Linked DNA regions of Arabidopsis thaliana: region 2 is linked to region 1. Evidence: chromatin contacts called from public capture Hi-C data. All regions are on one chromosome and are shown on one strand. The core of a region is the stretch at or near the end of the contact, and the rest is flanking DNA. Distances in the headings are between cores, read along the strand shown. Region 1 holds the start of ABCG29 (pleiotropic drug resistance 1). Region 2 holds the start of JR1 (Mannose-binding lectin superfamily protein).

Region 1 (2,700 bases), core at 184-2,683:
GTGTATCAGACATATATAATATCATATTTTCAATTCATTAGAAATACAACTTGCCATATCGCAAATTAGTCCATAATCACCAAGGTAGGGAACGATTGTCTATCGATAAGTTATGATTGAAAGAAAAGGATTTCATGAAGAAAAAAAAACTTAATTTTTCTTCCAGAATCGTGACTTAGAATTTTTGTTAACACCGACGAATTTAGATAACAAAAGCTACTCCCTCATTGACTAAGCCAAGAAAGTTGAGTAGTTGACTAACAATGGGACTAATATTTTAGCAAAATCAATACAATTTTGGTAATTATTTTGGTTCATGAAAATGTTCAATTTTTTTGGTCTGAATTGTGGAATTCACGATTTATTTAGCCTTTTTGCGGTATATATAAAATTAAGATATTTTTATGTAACACTTTGTTTTATAAAGGATAAGCTTGTATAGTTTATATATAACGGCTAGTCATGCTCAAAGCCTTTATCATCTGTGGGCTTCACAATCTTATTTCTTCGACCCATTTGCTTCAAGCCTCAAACCAAAACTTGGCTGAGTTCTTCGAAAGCTCATTATTTCTTATATAGTAATTCTTTTACATAGTGTTGGAAAATGAAGTAAAAGAATATCGAAACTTGAACGCTTAGATGACGAATCTGTGACATTATGATTTCAAGTATCGACGTGTTTTATCAAAGTGAAAAGTTGTTAATGTTGGTGTTGGGTCCGTGAAAGCTCGAAGCCATGGAGATTAATTTCAAACACTTTTGACCTTTGAGCCTTGCAAGTTTGGTTTATTTGTTCAACGCCAGACACGTTTGCACAGATATGAGTTGGTGAGTGCAAATCCCATCATACCAACTAATATAAAGTTATACCATCAATGATATTCTATCGTGAAAAAATATGTAAAGTCTAATATCATTAAGTATCATTTATTAAAAGAATGAATTGAAGGGAAAAAAAAAAAAAAAGATAGGCAATCCACTAGTGTTCATAATGAAAGATGATGGTCGATGTAATATGTATACTAATATTATATCTCTAGCTTTGATCCTCAATAGTCAATATCTATAGTGTTTATAGTGTTTTAACAGCTTTTGTATAATGTTAACTGTGCAAAATACATGACATAAAATAAATGATTTTTTTTGGCTTTTATGTTATAAGTACTATTAGTTGGTTATCTGTTTTAAAGGTTTTTCCTTGAATTAGAGGATCAGATTTACATGCCCATAACAGAACCAAGCTGGTCACCAAATCCATCTTATGTAGTGGCATAACAGAACCAATCTTGGTCACCGAATACAGTAGTTTCACCTTTCTCTTTCTCCAAATATAATAAAAAACTTTTTTATTTTGTGCAAAATAAACTTTAGTGAGATATATTGAGCAAATATGTATATATATATAAAGATTTCTTGAGACGATATCTCTTTGCCTCTTTGGGTCATTGTTAATTCCATGTATCGATTTTTAGGGTTGAAGAGACTTGTTTGTAACTTTGACCAATTGTCTACTCTTTTTAGACCACAATGTTAGTAAGTATGTAGGTAGGACTTGTTTCGAATGTGATGATTTATTTAGGCCCAGACAAATTATTTACTAGACCCATTGTTGTTCTATTATTTACTGTTTGAAAGAAGTTGTTTTTGTCGTTGATTGTTTACTAGTATTTCAAAGAAAAGGGTATGCATAGTTTAAACTTCAAGGAAATCCCTTATATATAGTAAAATTAAAAGAAATTCCACAATTAGATTTCGTAATACAATTTTCTATAACAAAACCTAGTTAATTAGTCCACATGTCCTAGCTCTTACCCACTCAGCCCGCATATTCCTCACGCTTTCTTTTTATTTTCCGAAATTTTTTAAACGGCTACCAAATCAAAATGCATAAATAAACAAACCCTTCTCTTCTTTACCAATTCCCAAATCCACCAAAAAAAAAAAAATGGAGACGTTATCGAGAAGCCTAAGTAAGAGCTTAGGAGAGTTGTTAGCGAGTAATAGTAATAACCATTTCTCAAGGAGAAGCGGTTCAACGATAGATGATCACGATGAGGAAGCTCTTAAATGGGCTGCTCTCGAGAAACTTCCAACCTTTGCTCGTCTTCGTACCACTATCATTCATCCTCACGAAGATCTCGTCGACGTTACCAAGCTCGGTGTTGATGATCGCCAGAAGTTCATCGATTCTATCTTCAAAGTCACCGAGGAAGATAACGAGAAGTTCTTGAAAAAGTTTAGGAATCGAATCGACAGGTTTTTTATCCTAGTTTTCTAGTACTACTTTTTTTTTTCTTCTTGGGACAGAATATATTCTGATATAAATTTCTTGTTTTTGGAATTTTCTTTTTTTTTTTTTTTATGTGATGTTTGTAACATTTATGGCAGGGTGCGGATAAAGCTACCGACAGTGGAAGTGAGATTCGAGAAAGTAACGATAGAGGCGAATTGTCACATAGGAAAAAGAGCTCTTCCCACATTACCCAACGCTGCTTTAAACATTGCAGAGAGAGGTCTTCGTTTGCTTGGTTTTAACTTTACAAAAACCACTAAAGTCACTATTCTTAGAGACGTCTCCGGGATTATCAAACCTTCAAGGTTATTACTTAGAAACTTAAAATGTGTTTTTTTTTTTACATCATTTCGATGTTGATTATAATGTATGGTTTTGGTGGCAGAATGACACTTTTATTAGGTCCA
Region 2 (2,700 bases), core at 105-2,604, 60 kb after region 1:
ATATTCTCATAGATTCATTATCATATAAAGAAATTCAATAATTCAAATAAAACTAGTAAAAATCAATATAACGATTTTGTGAAAGAAAGAAAAAAGGAGTACATTAAAGGGAAGGAAGAAACACCTTTGAGTGTGAGAAATGGAGATGAAGATGGAATATGAATGAGTTAATCTTGGGATTTTGTATATATACTATATAGTATATATAAAACATTTTTGAATACGAACATTAAATTCTCTTTTCATCCAATACTAACCACTTTTTTTTTCTGCCAATACTAACCACTTTTTCTTTTCTTTTTGAGAGACTTTATATTCAACCAACTCGTGCTTCACGAGGGATGGAAGCTTTGATTAGTTAGGACTTAGGAACTTGTATTAATCTAAATATCTTTTTTTTTTTAAAATTGAATCTACCTTACAACATAAAATTTGTAAAGAGAATTCCAAAATTCCAAAAAAAATCACCTAAAATTTTAAAATCGTGAAAGCAGCATCGTAAAGATGTTCTCTTCTGTTTTTTTTTTTTTTTTTTAACTCTCTTTTGAATATTGGATTAGAGATTTTCACAGTGTCGTAGATTCTTCGTAGAGTCTGTTATGAGTTGACATTTACCATAGGAATTGCATTATCGTGAGAAGGTTAAATGATAAATTGACATTTATAAATTCTCAAAATGTAGGTTATGAGTTGTCAAAGAAATGTAGGCTATGAAAAAAAAAACTTACGTCTAAAAAAATGCAAAGTTAAGAAAGAAATACTCAAAGTTCGTGGCATTTGACCATCTCTCAGCTACACCTCAAATTATAGCTCATGAGAATGGCCCATGAATATGATTGTGGCTCCGTTAATCACGTGGTATTAAAACTCACACACGACCATTTCTCATCTGCCTCCAATTATAGCGAAACCGTTACAACTCGTTGTTCACGTGAGCATCAAAATGTGCATTACTCCTTTCAAGTTCGGCAAATCCTAATTATCCATTTTAATGGACTGCAGAGACTTTAATTAGAGCTTATAGAACTTTAAACATTTTGGTTTAAATCTTAAAATAGAAATTTAACCAATCTCAAATGATTTTTTTTTCTTTTCTTTTGGCATAAGTTTCATAACTCGATGATGAATGCTACGATAATATAGACATACAGTATGATGATTAGATGAAAACAGATAAAGAAGAAAAAGTGTATCGTACGCCCCACTCGGTGATAATGATTAATGAGACTATATATGAGAGTACCCAAATATGATTTTTTCCACTCATGAATCGTATTGCACTATTTCTGCATTATTAAGATAGACCCACATTTAACATTAGACCAAAAAAAAAAAAAGATAGACCCACACCACCTGTTATAGTATTTAGTATTTTTACACATCCACTAAACGACGACAATTGACAAAATCACACAAACCTTTCTCCTTTATTCATTTTTGTTTAATTCGGGTCCCTTGCTTTTTAGCATTCGGCTCTCATTCTTATCTTCCCATGGATGGATAGTCATAGTTATATAATACAGTTCAATTGAAGTTATGCAGTATATATATGCACCACACACGAGTCTTCTATATATGTGGATACTACGTTTCAAAATAATTCTATTAACTTAGAGAAGATAAACTTTCTTAGTACTTTTTTCGTTTCACTTTACACACACCTCAAAAAAATTCTTGTTTCATTTGTGACTGCATGTAAATGTCGTTACCTTACTTGAATTTTTACACAATGGTACGTGAAAAAGAAAAGAAAAAAAATATAATTGAGAGAAAATATAATAGGATCACACCACTACAATACATGGGCTTTAAATTCATCTTTTCTATATGTTATAATTTGGGCCAAGACTATTATATCATATGGGCCTATCAATGTAATTAGAAGCAATTGCCCGATCCAATAACCTTAATTAGGAAAAAAAATCGTTCCCTTCTCTCGTTTCTTTTCAGCTCTGACTCGGCCTCTATCTCTCTCCCGTCGTCAGCCACATTCACCGGTACTCATCTGACCAAGCTAGGGTTTCGCAGTCATCATCATGTACCGTACGGCAGCTTCTCGAGCCAAGGCCCTTAAGGTCAATGTCCTACTTCACTTGTTTCCATTGAGATTCTGGTTTTTTTAGGAGAATGCTTAGTATTGAACAATTTGTATGATTCATTGTTTTTGGATTTGGATTAAAGGGTCTCTTAGATTCTTATAGATCTTGATTCAATTTTATCGCTTTATAGTAGCTGGTGCCATTATTCATGCTTTTTGCAGGTTTATGAAATGTCTCTGTTTCGAAAGTTCTTATTTTTACAATGTTAATTGAATCAAGAGATTAATGATGCTTAGGATGTGTGTGTGTGTGTGTGTGTTTATAGGGCATTCTAAACCACAATTTTCGAGCTTCTCGTTATGCAAGTTCTAGTGCTGTTGCAACGAGCTCTTCTTCCTCCAGCTGGCTAAGTGGAGGCTACTCTAGTTCACTTCCTTCTATGAACATTCCCTTGGCTGGTGTCTCTCTTCCACCACCACTCTCTGACCATGTTGAGCCTAGCAAACTTAAGACCACTACTCTTCCAAATGGTCTGACTATAGCCACTGAGATGTCTCCGGTGAGAGCTTCTTTTAGTAATCCCAACATCAACTTCCTGTTAAAAACTACTGGAAAGTGATTTTGAGTGAAATTTTGTTCAGAATCCAGCAGCTTCCATTGG

Evidence for each region. Capture Hi-C pulls out chosen DNA fragments and counts their contacts.
Region 2: a capture Hi-C map of shoot shows a contact between it and region 1, with 2.6 times the contacts expected there. The contact joins the promoter of JR1 here to the promoter of ABCG29 in region 1. A contact is called at or near these places in 3 of 26 Hi-C or Micro-C datasets (leaf, root and rosette leaf) and 1 of 3 other capture datasets (shoot).

Annotation. Positions count from the first base shown.
Region 1 is chr3:5,537,952-5,540,651 of TAIR10.1, forward strand. ABCG29 (pleiotropic drug resistance 1) reads left to right here and starts at 1,434. Exons shown (of 19, transcript NM_112505.4): 1 at 1,434-2,256; 2 at 2,389-2,598; 3 at 2,679-2,700. The coding sequence starts at 1,946.
Region 2 is chr3:5,597,870-5,600,569 of TAIR10.1, forward strand. It overlaps JR1 (Mannose-binding lectin superfamily protein), which reads right to left and starts at 1,355. Exons shown (of 5, transcript NM_001202984.2): 1 at 1,324-1,355; 2 at 125-539. MPPalpha (mitochondrial processing peptidase alpha subunit) reads left to right here and starts at 1,841. Exons shown (of 13, transcript NM_112519.4): 1 at 1,841-2,075; 2 at 2,365-2,598; 3 at 2,681-2,700. The coding sequence starts at 2,037.